Linked DNA regions of Sus scrofa: region 2 is linked to region 1. Evidence: chromatin contacts called from public Hi-C data. All regions are on one chromosome and are shown on one strand. The core of a region is the stretch at or near the end of the contact, and the rest is flanking DNA. Distances in the headings are between cores, read along the strand shown. Region 1 overlaps LOC106506854 (a long non-coding RNA gene). Region 2 overlaps OGDH (2-oxoglutarate dehydrogenase, mitochondrial).

Evidence for each region. Hi-C and Micro-C count contacts between places; a contact is called where the count stands out from the background.
Region 2: a Hi-C map of liver shows a contact between it and region 1, with 3 times the contacts expected there. The contact joins two enhancer-like sites. A contact is called at or near these places in 1 of 47 Hi-C or Micro-C datasets (liver) and 1 of 2 datasets of contacts at active chromatin or transcription factors (alveolar macrophages).

Annotation. Positions count from the first base shown.
Region 1 is chr18:50,485,907-50,489,539 of Sscrofa11.1, forward strand. The region is part of intron 2 of LOC106506854 (a long non-coding RNA gene); the gene reads right to left. Among named protein-coding and RNA genes, the nearest start is that of MYO1G, 21 kb to the left of the region's middle. Within about 2 kb of position 1,660, at least 35 of the 83 cell types and tissues checked have an H3K27ac peak or open chromatin away from gene starts, as enhancers often do. A contact at or near this core is called in liver, where this site is marked.
Region 2 is chr18:50,622,001-50,625,633 of Sscrofa11.1, forward strand. OGDH (2-oxoglutarate dehydrogenase, mitochondrial) reads right to left here. Exons shown (of 23, transcript XM_021079062.1): 10 at 2,976-3,104. Among named protein-coding and RNA genes, the nearest start is that of ZMIZ2, 25 kb to the left of the region's middle. Within about 2 kb of position 1,726, at least 1 of the 83 cell types and tissues checked has an H3K27ac peak or open chromatin away from gene starts, as enhancers often do. A contact at or near this core is called in liver, where this site is marked.

The sequences.
Region 1 (3,633 bases), core at 410-2,909:
CACACTGATCACGGCCAGGGGTCGAACCCGAATCCTCACAGAGATTATGTCGGGTTCTTAAGCGGCTGAGCCACAACCAGAGTGCTTGAGCTTCTACTTTTTACTTAGGGGTGGAAAAAAACACCCTTATGAGCTACAAAAGGTTAGAATATTCTAGAAGCCAAATCCAAACAAGCAGACCATCTGTTCTGTTTAAATCTTCACTGAGCTGAGCCCACATTGTTCCAGAGAAGAGTGCTGCACGTGGGGAGAGAGCAGGAAACACAAGGTCCCCACCTCGGTGGGGTGCAGTAGCATCCGCAACCCCACTTCCCACCCACCCTCCATCCCTCCATCCCTCCATCCCTCCATCCTCCGTTTACAAGACTCGAAAACATGCCACCAAGCAATCAGCACATTTTCCAAGTGACTAAAGCAGGGCAGAAGCTCCTGACTTTCCTCTGCTGTCAGCCAGGCTGGATTCCTCCCCAAAGCAGGGAGAACCGCATCTGCTGCCACGACCCCAGGTTAAGCAGAGGGACCAGGGCTGCTGAGTGGGGCTTGGTCTCAACAGCAGGCTGGGCGTGGAGGTGACACGCCAGGGCAAGGAGCAGCCCCTGCGTCTGAAAACCCTGCGAGGGTCAGGAATGAGCCTGCTGCTGGGACAGGAACGAGGATGGAGTTAGAGGCCAGAGAGTGGAGGCCGGGGAGGCCAAGCTGCCAGAGTGAACAGGACCTTCCTTGTGGCTGTTCAGTTTCAGGTCGTGTCTGGAAACAAGTAAACGTTCATAGGAGAGGAGTGGTCTTCCTAGAGTCTTGGAAAGAAGAGTTTAAGTGATAAGCATCTACAAGATTCAAATAAAAGTCCCACGGTTTGATGGGTTGGTTAAAAAAAGAAAGTGACAAGCATCTGGCATCCTGCTCCTGATCACCATCAGTTGGGCCTGAGCCTCTCCACCGAGGACTGTCCTCTGCCTCCCCTCGAGGCCCTGGCCCCGGTCTGCTCACCAGGCGAATCCACGGGAGTGCTTTTGTGGCATGTCACGGGCCCCCCTGAGTTAAGTGCTGGAGCCCATCCCATCAGCAGAAGGGCTTCACCCCCCAGGATGCACGCTGGCTGCCCTGAATCCCTCAAGCCTCAGTGCTCACAGGGCTGCACCCAAGGGAGGAGGGGGCTTGTCCTCCTCGCAGCCCGTTTTCAGGGAGGAAATCTTTCCCAGAAACCCCCAGCCAGGGTCAGAGCTTGTGCCAGCGCCTGAGCTTATTGCTGGCTGGGAAGATGGCATGTGCTTGACCGGGGTGGAAAGACACAAAGATCAACCGATGAGGATGGCAGAGGCGTGTGTCCAGAGCTGGCTGTGGTGAGGGAGTCACCCCATCCCTTGGTCTGGCAGAGACTCAGGGCTGGCAGGGGAGTAGGAGGGCTTCCTGGAGGAGTACAGGGCTCAGGGGTGCCCTGAAGGGGGCTGTGGGCCTGGGGGAGCCAGAGGCGCCCTCGCCAGAAGGGGGCGTCCCACGTGATCGGTTGGGGGAGCGTGTCTGGCTTTCTCTGGTTGGTCCTGAGTTGGAAGAAGGGACAGAACTTGGGGAAGCAGCAGTCAGTTATTGACCAAGTCCTGGCCGTTTGGAGTCGCTTGTAACAGGGGCTGTTGTGTGGCTTCCTGGGTTGTCCCTAGAGACAGCAGGCTGGCTCTTCCCTCAAGTGTGACTTACAGCCTCTGGCTTCCTGGGCGGGGTGCTGTAGCTTGTAGGTCAGAGGTCTGTTTTGATAAACAGTCTGGCCATTGTGTGTTCAGTCTCTCATTGGCCGGGACTAATCGGCATCCACTCCCCTAGGGGGGACCCCTGCCCCAAGCCCAAGGGGTGTCATCTGAACACAGTCATCAAGAAAGTGGGACGCTGGGTCCTAGCGACAGTCTCATGACACTTCCAATCACTGGAAAAATGGAACCCAGTAAATTAAAGACCAGTGATTTGATTTATACATTCACCTGTTAGATTTTGGTTAGTAGGAGTCGGTCCCCAAAACTCAGGTCAGCTCTGGGTGCACTCTGGCAGAACTCCAGCAAAGATCATACCAGGATCTGATAATGGGACCAAAGGGTCAGAAAGGGCGCCTTCCTGGAAAGGATGCCAATTTCTCTGAAAACCATCACGTGGCTTCTGGTTAGAATTTCAACATTACAGCCGCTTTGGGGGAAAAGTGTCTATCAGACAGCACGGTTCTTTTAATTTTATCATATAGTGGAATATAAATATAGTGAGAGAGTTGAGCTGGACTGTTTATGACCGCTCAGCTGAGGACTAAAGTCAGAGTTAAGTTTCCTGTTGAAATAGTATTAGGTTTAAGGATAAATTTAGAGCTGGAGCTGGAACTGGGCTTGGGGTTAAGTTAGCATTAGGGCTGGAGTTTGTCTCAGCTATATAGCTAGGGCTCCATTTAGGATCAAGTTTAGGGTTTACAGAGAGCCATGGGATTTTTTTGGCTTTGGTTTTTGGCCATGCCTGGGGCATATGGAAGTTTCTGGGGCAGGAATCAGAGAGTTGTTGTTATAGTTAACGATTGGGTTAGGGCTGAATCTTGCTAGACTTCATATTGGGGTCAAGAATTGAAGTAGGGGGAGTTCCCGTAGTGACTCAGTAGAAACGAAACTGACTAGCATCCATGAGGATGCAGGTTCAATCCCTGGACTCTCTCAGTGGGTTAAGGATCTGGGGTTGCCATGAGCTGTAGTGTAGGTTGCAGACGTGGCTCTGATCTGATGTTGCTGTGGTGTAGGCCAGAGGCTACAGCTCTGATTTGACCCCTAGCCTGGGAACTTCCATATGCCGAGGGTGCAGCCCTAAAAGGACAAAAAAAAAAAAAAAAAAAAAAAAAAAAAAAAAAGAATAGAAGTAGGGCTTGGTGATCCTGTTAGGGTTAAATTTTAGGGTTAGGGTGAAGGTTAAGGATAGTTTTAGGTCTGAGGGTTAGGATTAGATTAAGCTCAGGTTAGGGTGAACGTGGCAGTGTGCTTGGACTGCTATTAAGAAAATACTGCAGACGGGGCAGCTCAAATGACAGACATTGATATCTCACAGGTCTAGGGCTGTTAAGTCTGAGATCAAGGCGCTTGGCCATCTGGTTTCCTGGGAGGGCCTCCTCCTGGCTTGCAGATGGCACCTTCATGCTGCACCTCACATGACCTATCCATGTGGAGAGCACAAGCTCTGGAGTCTCGCTCTTTTTTCTTTTTCGGCCGCCCTGTGACATATGGAGTTCCCAGGTCAGGGATCAGATCCAAGCTGCACTTGAGACCTACACCACAGCTGTGGCAATGCCAGATCCTTAACCCACTGTGCCAGACCAAGGATCAAGCCCTCCTCCCAGAGCTGCAGAGATGCTACCAATCCCATTGCACCATAGAGGAAACTGCTGGTGTCTCTTCCTCTTCTTCTTCTTTTTTTTTTTTTTTTTTTGTCTTTTTAGGGCAGCACCCATGGCATATGGAAGTTCCCAGGCTAGGGGTCAAATCGGAGCTGCAGCTACCAGCCTACACCACAGCCACAGCAATACCAGATCCAAGCCACGTCTGAGACCTATACCACAGCTCATGGCAACGCCGGATCCTTAACCCACTGAGCAGGGCCAGGGATCGAACCTCCCTCCCAGAG
Region 2 (3,633 bases), core at 476-2,975, 140 kb after region 1:
GAGTGATTATACAAGACTGCTTCTTGTGCTTTGCCAAAATTTATACAAAGACTCCTCCGTATTGGGCATACGGCTTATTTCCTAACTTCATAGGAGTACAAATACAGTTTTGATAAACATTCTTCTCCAAAAATATTTAGCGTCTGAGGACTCCCTTGGGAGAGAAGGTTGGAAGGGGAAATCTTAGGTAGGTTCTGAGCCCAGGACGGCAGGCCTTTCTTTTCCCGCTACAGATCTGACTGACCCCATATGCCGTGATCCATGGTATCAAAAACAGTAAAAAGATTAAAGAAAACGTTAGCAAAACTGCAGTTCTTACAGAAGCCTGAGATTCCTTTATTTTTATTTATTTGTTTTGTCTTTTTAGGGCCGCACCTGCGGCACGTGGTAGTACCCAGGCCAGGGATCGAACCTATGCCACAGCAGCAACCTGAGTCACAGCAGTGACAACACCGGATCCTTAACCCACTGAGCCACCAGGGAACTCCAGTCTGAGAATCCTTTATTTCTGATGAATTGCTTTCACATAATCTCTTTTATCATACATACTAAAGGAAATATTAGAAATAGTCAGAAACTGATGAGAACGTGAAAAAGTGATATGCCAGGGAGAACTCTGGCGAACACTCAGAGAGACCCTGAACCGTCCCAAGGCCCATCGGTGTTTCTCCACGTAGGGAAACAAGGGTGGAGACCCCGTAAGACAGTGATCATGATACGCTCGGTTCAGCCAGAACCTTACGGAAAGTGCACTGCTTCGAGGTTTGAGACCTCAGCCTCCCATCGCCCGTCCCAGTATTCATCCCACTGTGAATGACTGCTGCATCTTTTACCGTCTTTTGGTCTTTTTAGGGCCACACCCATGGCATATGGAGGTTCCCAGGCTGGGGGTCCAATCCGGGCCCCTGCTGTGGCTCAGCAGTAATGAATCCAACTAGCATCCATGTGAAGGATCCTGTATTGCTGTGAGCTGTGGTGTGCGTCTCAGACATGGCTCAGATCTGGCGTTGCTCTGGCTGCGGTGTAAGCCGGCAGCTGCAGCTCCAATTTGACCCTTAGCCTGGCAACTGCCACATGCTGCAGATGCGGCCCTAAAAAACACAACCAGGAGTTCCCATCGTGGCGCAGTGGTTAACGAATCCGACTAGGAACCATGAGGTTGCGAGTTCGGTCCCTGCCCTTGCTCAGTGGGTTGATGATCCGGCGTTGCCGTGAGCTGTGGTGTAGGTTGCAGACACGGCTCGGATCCCACGTTGCTGTGGCTCTGGCGTAGGCCAGTGGCTACAGCTCCCATTGGACTCCTAGCCTGGAAACCTCCATATGCCGTGGGAGCGGCCCAAGAAACAGCAAAAAGACAAAAAAAAACCCCACACAACCAAACCCAGAAAACACAATAAACAAAGACCCTTCAACTTTTGTGCTTCAAAAGACAACATCAAGAAAGTGAAAACCACACAGCCCCAGTTTCCTTCAGGGAAACACAGAGTAAGCACATGGAACACACCACACGCCTATTACATAATCCAGCAACTCCACTTCTAGGTATTTACAAAGAGTCAGAACACCTGATGGACACACTCAAATCTGCACGTGAACACACTGGCTTTAATCATAACGGCCAAACGCTGCAAAGAATCCAAACTCCCTCTGATGGCTGAATGACTACACAAACTGGCACAGCCATATAGTGGAACACTACGCAGCCACCAGAGGGAACAAGCACAAGAGATCACGGATCAAAGTCAGCCGAGTTATGCTGGAGGAGAGCAGCCAAACTCAACGGGCCACAGGCTCTAGGGCTCCGTTTATTGGGCATTCTGGAAAATGCAAAATCATAGTGTTTGCCAGCAGGTACGCTGAGAGGAGTGTTTTCTGCAGTGATTAAACTCTTAGATATTGGAGTTCCCGTCATGGTGCAGCGGAAACGAATTGGACTACGAACTATGAGGTTGCAGGTTTGATCCCTGGCCTCGCTCAGTGGGTGAAGGATCCGGAGTTGCTGTGAGCTGTGGTGTAGGTCACAGACGCGGCTTGGATCTGGCATTGCTGTGGCTGTGGTGTAGGCCGGCGGCAACAGCTCTGATTCGACCCTTAGCCTGGGAACGTCCATATACTGCAGGTGCGGCCCTAAAAAGACAAAAAGACAAAAAAAAACCCCAAAAGCCCCTCTTACATGACTGCATGCATTTGTTAAAACCAGGAAACTACACAACACAGCGGGTGAATTCTACTGAATGTAAATTATAACCAAAAACGCTAATGAAAAAGTTTAATGTTTGATATAATACTTGTCTCTAGACTTAATCCTTGTTGGCTGCGCCTCAGCATCCTAAACGCTTGAATCCTGAATCCTGACTCTGAAACCCTGGCTCTGGGTCATTCTCTGTGCCCCCGTGTATCACTGACCAGGTGCTGAACCTGTCAGGCCATGGGGAGAACCACGTGTTGCTGCCACCGACTCATTAGGCAGGGCTTTCTGAGTGGGCGTGTGGGGATCAGGCGAGAAGCCACACGGCCACACCACTGTCAGATCACATTTCAGGACCGTGTGCACAAAGACGAAATGAAGGACCTGACCGAGAGCCTGGGTGGCATTTTGTGCCAGGGACACCTCAACTAGGCTGAGAATCTATTCGAGTCTTTTCTCAGGGATTAGAAATTATACATTTGATTCCTTGAAACAAGATGTAAAAGTCTCTGGTGCCTCAGATCGGATCTGAGCCTCAGCTGCGGCCTCCGCCGCGTCCTTTATGCAGGATGGGAACTGAATCTACGTCCTAGCGCTGCAGAGATGCCACTGACCCTGCTGACCACAGTGGGAACTCCTAAATCTCTTAAAGAAAGCTTTCCTGTGGTGTCTGAGTAATAGCATGTGTTATAAATAACACAGCCGAGTCACTCTAAGCAAGACCCACGTGAGCACGGAAGCCTCGGGAAAGTCTCATCGATGCTGTGGGCTCCGGAGCCCAGGTTACCTGGTTGTTGACGACCACGTGGACAGTGCCGTGAGTTGTGTAGGACGGCAGGTCGCTCAGGTGGAAGGTCTCGTAGACGATGCCCTGGCCGGCAAACGCGGCGTCCCCGTGCAGAAGGATGGACATGACCTGCAGACACGCAAAGGAGACCTCAGCCCCAACGTGGTCCTGGTCATCACATGCACCAGGCACGCTGGAGATTAAGCCACGGTCTGCTGTTCCAAAAATGACGGACTCTGAGATAACTTCAAATTACGGAAGAAAATGGCAGGGAAGCACAAAGACCCCAGGCCCCTCCCGGCCCCAGACGTACCAGTAGCCCACGCCTGCCACCTGCCACCCTGCTGTCATTTGCTGCAGGGCCAATGTCCACTGCCCCTGAACCTGCCCCACAGGACCCTCGCATCAGGAAAGCAATGCTGCCCCAGACCCCAGGTGCGCGTGCTGCTAGGGCCACGTGCCCTCAGCCCCTCCAACCCGGGGCAGCCCCTTGACCCTCGATGGCCTCATGACCAGGCTCTGGTGCAAGGGCACACTCCACAGCAGGAGAGGCCGGGCTGGCCTGCTCCACACGAATGGTTCTGTGGATCAGCTGGAGAGCAGGCTGTTTCTCCCTGCAAGCTCACCCCTTCTCCTTGGTGAGGAGAACAGCGAGGAG